Regions from separate parts of the Sus scrofa genome. Here region 1 is linked to region 2. The links are chromatin contacts, called in public HiChIP or PLAC-seq maps. All regions are on one chromosome and are shown on one strand. Each heading gives the region's core, a stretch centred on a gene start, on an enhancer-like site or on the middle of the called end of the contact. The rest is flanking DNA. Distances are from core to core; before and after follow the strand shown.

Evidence for each region. HiChIP or PLAC-seq counts read pairs in DNA pulled down with a chosen protein or histone mark.
Region 1: an H3K27ac HiChIP or PLAC-seq map of alveolar macrophages shows a contact between it and region 2. The contact joins two enhancer-like sites. A contact is called at or near these places in 1 of 47 Hi-C or Micro-C datasets (liver) and 1 of 2 datasets of contacts at active chromatin or transcription factors (alveolar macrophages).

Annotation. Positions count from the first base shown.
Region 1 is chr12:43,245,952-43,249,564 of Sscrofa11.1, reverse strand. No RefSeq gene overlaps it. Among named protein-coding and RNA genes, the nearest start is that of MIR365-2, 77 kb to the left of the region's middle. Within about 2 kb of position 2,239, at least 15 of the 83 cell types and tissues checked have an H3K27ac peak or open chromatin away from gene starts, as enhancers often do. A contact at or near this core is called in alveolar macrophages, where this site is marked.
Region 2 is chr12:43,097,207-43,101,031 of Sscrofa11.1, reverse strand. COPRS (coordinator of PRMT5 and differentiation stimulator) reads right to left here. Exons shown (of 4, transcript XM_003131747.4): 4 at 3,034-3,462. The coding sequence ends at 3,293. Among named protein-coding and RNA genes, the nearest start is that of COPRS, 7.9 kb to the right of the region's middle. Within about 2 kb of position 1,376, at least 5 of the 83 cell types and tissues checked have an H3K27ac peak or open chromatin away from gene starts, as enhancers often do. A contact at or near this core is called in alveolar macrophages, where this site is marked.

The DNA of each region.
Region 1 (3,613 bases), core at 990-3,489, 150 kb before region 2:
GCGGGAGCAGCCCTAGAAAAGATGGAAAAAAAAAAAAGAATGAAATAGTGCCATTTGCAGCAACATGGATGCAACTAGAGATTCTCTACTAAGTGAAGTGAGTCAGAAAGAGAAAGACACACAGCATATGATATCACTTATATGTGGAATCTAAAAGAGGGCACACATGAACCTACTGACAGAGCAGAAACAGACTCACAGACGAGGAGAACAGACCTGTGGTTGCCAAGGAGAATGAATGAGGAGTTTGGGGTTAGTAGATGCAAACAATTACATTTAGCGTAGACAAGCAGTGAGGTTCCGCTGTGCAGCCCAGGGAACCCTATCCGATCTCCTGGGACAGACCACGATGGAAAAGAATATCAGAAGGGGAACGTATATACATGTATGACTGGGTTACTTTGCTGTACAGCAGAAATTGACATGACATTGTAAATCGACTATACTTTAATTAAAAAAAGAAGTGGGATGTGAGACTCAGGGGGCTCAAATCAAGGATTTGTCAGAACTGGTTCCTTCTGGAGGCGCCAAGGGGGAATCCATGACTGCTCCCGCTTCTAGAGGCTACTGGCACTAACCTTGGCATGTGGCCGCACCACTCCCGTCTTTGCCCCTGTTGTCACCTCACTGCCTCCTCTCTCTGACGTCTTGTCTCCTTCTTTTAAGGACCCACCCCCCATGATGCCATTGAGCCGGCCCATATAATTCAGGATAATTTCCCCACGACGAGATCCTTAACTTTCTGACACCTGCAAAGTCCTTTGCAGGACTTTCGGGAACACAGTCACGGGGGCGGGGATCAGGAGATGCACCTCTTCGTGGGCCATTGTTCTGCCTCCTGAAGCAACTAGCAAGCATTTCATCAGAAGCTCCTGGGCAGACCCTGTGCGCAGCTCCTAGGCTGCTCATCATCTCCAGGAAACAAACTGCCTTTCATGCTCTCTTCCAAGTCCAGGCTCTGAGCTGCCAGCTGTGGCCAGTGAGAAAAACTTCTCCCACTGGCCAGTCCTTGGCCTGACCCTGGACCTCAGTACCCCACGCATCGATCTCCCGAGTGTCAGAGGCTGAAGGGGCAGAACCGAAGTCATGCAGCTCCCTCGAGCCCTGCACCTGTGCAGCGATTATAAGAACCAAGCCAGGTGTAACTTCTTGGTGCCACTGGCTGGCAGGAGGGCAGAGCACTGGCCAAGGAGGCAGAGTGGATAGTCATTGAAAAGGAAAAAAAGCTGATAAAAACAAACAAAAAAAAAATCCTACTGTTCCCTAAAACAAACACTTATTCCCTTAGCTCATGGACCCTGTCACATGGGTGCCTGCTGAGCCTGACTCGCCTGAGGGTTGCACATCTGAGCTCTTTAATGGCTCTTTGGAGCAAGGTGAGTGGCCAGTGCCAAGCGTCCAGGTCAGAGGGTGAACCTACAGGGCCAGGGGAGCCACCCCTTGTCCTGACCACTTTCTCCATCAATGCACCCTGTGTTTTGGACAAGTGTCCAGATTTTCCTGGGACTGAAGCCTTTCCTGGGAAAGCGGGGGCAAGTTGGTCACCCTACCCATAGGGCAGCTACACAAACCCAGGGCCGTGGGCATGGCTGCCTCCACCCTCTAGCCCTGGCCGAGTTGGCAGGCTCCTGACCCCCCAGCTGGCGGGGTTCCTAGCTGTTAAGAAAGACAATCCGTGTGAGGCAATGTCTGTGAGTGACAGGTGGAGCTCAGGGGCCCGATCCTTCGGGGCTGGTGAGTCACAGTGGCTCAAGGTCTTGGGAAATTCAGGAGCTTGATTTTTCTCAAGTGGCCAGAGGGTAGAGGCGGGGCTCAGGCTGGCAGGAGGGGAGGGGGAACAAGACCTCAGAGTGAAGTCTCCTCTGCCCATTCAGAAGCCTACAGTGGAGGCAGGTCTTCCCAGGGTCCAGGACATGCTGCTGGCAGGAAGTGTGGTGTGGCGGACAGGGGGACGGCAGACCCGGGCTCCCTGCTTCCCAGCAGCATGCCCTGGAGCAGGCCCCCTGGCATCTCTGAGCTTCTGTTTTCTCACTGGTAAAAAGATGCTGAGACCTGGTGCTGAGTTAAGATGAATGATAAACAACCAACATGTGACTTTGCCCGAAACCCAGGAGGGGGCTCCTGTCCTGAGGCCCAGACCAAGGTCAACAGCAAAGCAAATGAGCAACTCGAGGCTGCCTGGTGAGCCTTGAACTAGAACACAGGGAGCAGGACAGACCCAGGGCTCTGGACCCACGGCCCTTCCCTCCCTTGGCCAGCATTTCTCCCCAGTCCCCTGACACTCCCATCCTTCCAGCATGACCTCATGTTGGCTGTGTGACAGATGCATTAGATTCTGGTTCCATTATCTGATACATAGACACTCTGCAAGGTTTGTTTGCTTTTTTTTTTTTTTTGGTTTTTACTGCCACACCCTCAGCATATGGAGGTCCCCAGGCTAGAGGTCGAATCGGAGCTACAGCTGCCAGCCTACACCACAGCCATGCCACATCCGAACCACTTCTGTGACCTACACCCCAGCTCACAGCCACGCCAGATCCTTAACCCACTGAGCGAGGCCAGGATCAAACCTGAAACCTCATGGTTCCTGGTTGGATTTGTTTCCACTGAGCCACTAAGGGAACTCCAGGGTTTTTAAAACTTTTAACTTCAGTCATCTCCCCTGGACCCTTCCAGAAAATTTGGGGGTTGGAGGAGGGTCGGTGTTACCCTCCCCATTTTTCGGATGTGGAAACTGAGGCCCCGAGAGGTTGAGGAAGCTACTTGGAGTCACAGGGATTCGGGCCCACATCTCCAGACTCAAAGTTCAATGCTTTTCCCCCCCAAAGCAGACCCTGGGGTGTTGCACCTGACCATGGAGGGTCCCGTGCAGGGGATGCTGGGATGGGGGGGTAGCCCAGCCCGGCTGACAGCACCTGGAAGGTTGCCCCCCTCCTTTGGGCAACGTCCTGACCGACAGGCCCAATTACTTGAGCGGTAGACGGTTCTTTTTTAAAGAACATGGGCCTTCCCGTCATTCCCGGCTCAGCGGCTGGGAGTTAAGGGTCTGGTTCTGGTGTCTGACTCACCCTCCCGTGTCCCTCACCCCAGACACGGTGAGCCGACTCCCCTCAGCTGCTAAAAATGGAAGTGACAATTCCAACTTCCTTTTATGCGAGAAAAGGACATTTATCAGACTCGAGCAGAAAAGGATACACTCGGAGAGGAGCGTGACACGTGCAAGCTCCATTCAGGAGACGTCGCCAGGTCACAGGGCTGGCTGTGCTGGGCTCAGTCAGAGCCCAGCTCTGGTGCTGCAGGACGCCCCTCCCCAACACCCCCCACCCCCCAAAAAGGGCCTGGCATCCTTGGGATCCAGTCAGAGAAGAGGTCAGGGGCTAGGCTCTGGGCCTCGACCCCTTGGCAGGCGGCTCCACAGCTTTGCTTACTGACTTCTGTGACGTGGGAGATCGTGAAGCCCAGAATGGACCAGAACCTTGGTCTATGAAGGAAGCACCAAAGCCTTTGTCGGCAGATGTGGGTGCAAATTTGACCAACCTCACAGCGGGTGAAGAAAGGGAGGAAGGCGGGGATAGAAGGCAGAGCGGGGGCAGAAGGCATCTGGGCCCAGAGG
Region 2 (3,825 bases), core at 127-2,626:
TTGCTCTATGCCTCAAACACACTGTGAATCGACTATACTCCAAACGTGGTTTTGAATAATAAATAATTTGGAAGGTTTAAAAAAAGAAAAAGGAGTTCCCGAAAGGCTCAGCAGGTCAAGTATCCAGCATGGTCCCTGCAGCAGCTTGGGTTGCTGCTGTGGTGTGGGTTCAGTCCCCGGCCACATGGCACAGGCAAGGCCAAAACACAGACAAACCAAAACCACCAGGGTCATCTACTCAATACTGTGTAATAACCTATACGGGAAAAGAATATGAAAAGGAATGGATGTGTGTGTGTGGGTATAACTGATTTACTTTGCACCTGAAACGAACACAACTTTATAAGCCAGTTATACAATATTAAAAAAAAAAAAAAGGAAAGACTAGGCAGAGGAGGCAACTCTTTTAGGATAATGTCTTTAAAAACCTCATTGCTGGAGTTCCCGTCGTGGCGCAGTGGTTAACGAATCCGACTAGGAACCATGAGGTTGTGGGTTCAGTCCCTGCCCTTGCTCAGTGGGTTAATGATCGGGCGTTGCCGTGAGCTGTGGTGTAGGTTGCAGACGCGGCTCGGATCCCACGTTGCTGAGGCTCTGGCGTAGGCCAGTAGCTACAGCTCCGATTAGACCCCTAGCCTGGGAACCTCCATATGCCTCGGGAGCGGCCCAAGAAATAGCAAAAAAGATAAAAAAAGAAAAAAAAAAAAACCTCATTGCGAATTCTACATTAAAATAACAAATATGCAAAAGCAAACTGCCCAAACCTTCACCTCTTAACAAATGGTTTCCACTTGTCCATATTAATCCTTATCACTTACATATGCAATTTTTTTTATGGTGACAATAGCATCAGAGTAGTTTTAGAAAGCCTTCATTTTCAGTTACTAGATCGTAAGCATTTTTCCACGTGCCTACTTTTGCTTCTTACACTTCACTCCCTTGAGATAACGATGATCGCAGCCTGGAGAGTCACCCTTCTACATCCTGCTCTGTTTGACCCATCCTCTGAGGGCCACCAGAATGAGACCTAAACCAGAACAACTGACCAGCCACCCCCCACCACCGATTCTTGTCCTCCTGACACCCCCCCCTTTCAGCCGTAAAAGCCATTCTAAGGTCTTGAAGAGAACACTGCTACATCCTGGCTCCAGCAGACCCTATTTCTCTCCCACTCACTTTGCTGGAAAAGAACCAGGAAGAACTGCAAAGAACACCTTTTCAAAAGCAAGAGAGAGTCCAAATTCGCCACTGTGCCGTGGACCACAGCAGCAGCAGCAGCTGCTTGTAAATTTCCTTTGCTCAGTTACTCATGCCACACGTGCTGTTCTTACTCTTTCCGCCTTCCCTCCCCCTGTCGTCTATGTCATCTTCCCACCTCATGACTTCTGCTTTTACTCAGTTTCAGCCGCCTCGGAAGGGCAGCTTACACGTGGGCCCGCATGACGTGTCAGGAACGCCACCTTTCTTTGGCGACTCTGCCATCTTCCCCAAGCCTCCAACGTTTCTTGGCTCAGATTCTCGAGTTCACCTTTTCACACCAGACACACGCATGACGGTCTCACCAGCCACGAGCGCTGGTGAGCAGGAGCCGTGCCAAGAGCGCTATGCTCACAGGCTCTACGACCATCTCCCGAGCAAGGACAGCGGAAGGGACTGCTTTTTTCACTCTAGGACAACCTTGGCCATGAGGGCCCTCGGAACCCAAACCACTGCCCTCCTCACAGGGTTCTGCCTTATCCACACACTCTGGGGGGCCTCTGACATAAGTGGATTAATTGTTCATTCAGCTGTGGAGTGGATGCAGACCTCAGACGGGAAATTTTTCTTGATTTGGCTTCCGTAAGGAGGTGGGGAGGGAAGAGGCAATCCCTCGGCCTGCCAGAGAGGCAAAGGAGACTTAGTCTGGTGCACCAGAGACCTGCCAAGGTGTGGACCCCAGGACCTGCCTCCAGGTTCACACACACGCCCACACCCCCACAGGAACAGACTTCAGAGACGTCTGCGGGTTCAGGTCACAGTTCCACTGTTTCCTGGCTGTTGTCATCTTGGCCGAAACATTTAGAGTCTTATTTTCCTCATCTCTAAATGAGGTAAAAGAAAATGTTTTTAAGTGACTTATGTAAGTAATTACAGGGCTTAAAAAATTAAATGGAAAATAGTGTAAAATCCTTCCATGCCAATTGAGGGTTATACAACCGCTGGTTTAATTAACTGCCATTTCGTTTTCCAGCCTACAGAAAAGTCTTGTTAACTAATAAGCAAATGGTCCCTTTTCCATCAACAGAAAGAGAAATCAGCTGTGAAGTCAGCCGTGCCTCTTGGGTTCCAACTTCTGGTCAATGGGGTCAGATCTACAGAAGCAAAACTACAAAATCATTTCCTTTCGTAGAGTAGCTTCGTCTCTAAGTACTTCAGTCCTGAACGTGTAAGGGAGGGGCTTTAAATGAAGAAGTAAGGTTTGGAGAGTTCCCATTGTGCCTCCGTGGAAATGAATCTGACTAGTATCCATGAGGATGCAGGTTCAATTCCTGGCCTCGATCCGTGGGTTAAGGATCTGGCGTTGCTGTGAGCTATGGTATAGGTCACAGATGCGGCTTGGATCTGGGGTTGTGGCGGCTGTGGCATAGGCTGGCAGCTACAGCTCCCATTCGACCCCCTAGCCTGGGAACCTCCATATGCCACAGGTGCAGCCCTAAAAAAAAAGAAAGTACACCTTTGGTCAGAAGTATCTAATTTAGGAGTTCCCGTTGTGGCGCAGTGCTTAACGAATCCGACTAGGAACCATGAGGTTGTGGGTTCGGTCCCTGGCCTTGCTCAGTGGGTTAAGGATCCGGCGTTGCCGTGAGCTGTGGTGTAGGTTGCAGACGCGGCTCGGATCCCGCATTGCTGTGGCTCTGGCGTAGGCTAGTGGCTACAATTCCGATTAGACCCCTAGCCCGGGAACCTCCATATGCCGCGGGAGCGGCCCAAAGAAATAGCAAAAAAAAAAAAAGTATCTAATTTAAAAGGAGGAGAAAAAAGTAGACAAAAGCGTATTGATCATTTCCTACCTTTATTTATAAAGTTTTCTACTCCTCTCCCAACAGAGACGTACACACACATACCTGGGAGAAGCTCATTAAAAACAACAACAACAACAACAGAACAGGGGGCGGCAGACCTTACTTAACACCAGTCTGTGTGCCCAGCTTGGGGATCACTGGGAATGTCTCCTCGGATGTGACATCTCACCTCAAAAGAAGGAGACCTTGACCTGGAAGGCCCGCCCGCCCACCAGGCCAGGGCGGCACCCTCAGTCTTCGGCATCATCAAACTGTCCCGTTTCAAAGACCATCTTGGAATAATGGGGTATCAGTGGAGGCGGGTGGTGCCAACTGGGGTCATAGATCATGTCTCCTTGTGGGGCACAGCACACCCAAGGTCTGACCTCTTGAGAAAGGCAACCCTGGATGTCGTCGGCATCTGTGGGCAGTTTTAAAAGCCAGATTAAAGGAAAGGAGGGAGGGTGAAAAGGGAGAGCCCAAAATGTCTAGGGGACAGACGCCCACACTTTCTTTGCTTAAACACACACTGCATGAACACACACACGTACACACACGCCAACACACACAGAGTCCTTTGCTGAAGACCGGTAAGCACCTTCATTCTGAGGCCACCCACAAGCCCGCTTCTCAGACACGGGTCTTAGCAGCGCAGAGGAAGCAACTGGTGACCACAGCACTTCTGTCTGCAGCTGCCTGATTCATGCAAAGGTATCTGGAGAGTAACGCAGTTTTGACATTAAAACTAACCAATACACTAAGTAATCAAATGCAAACCTGCCCT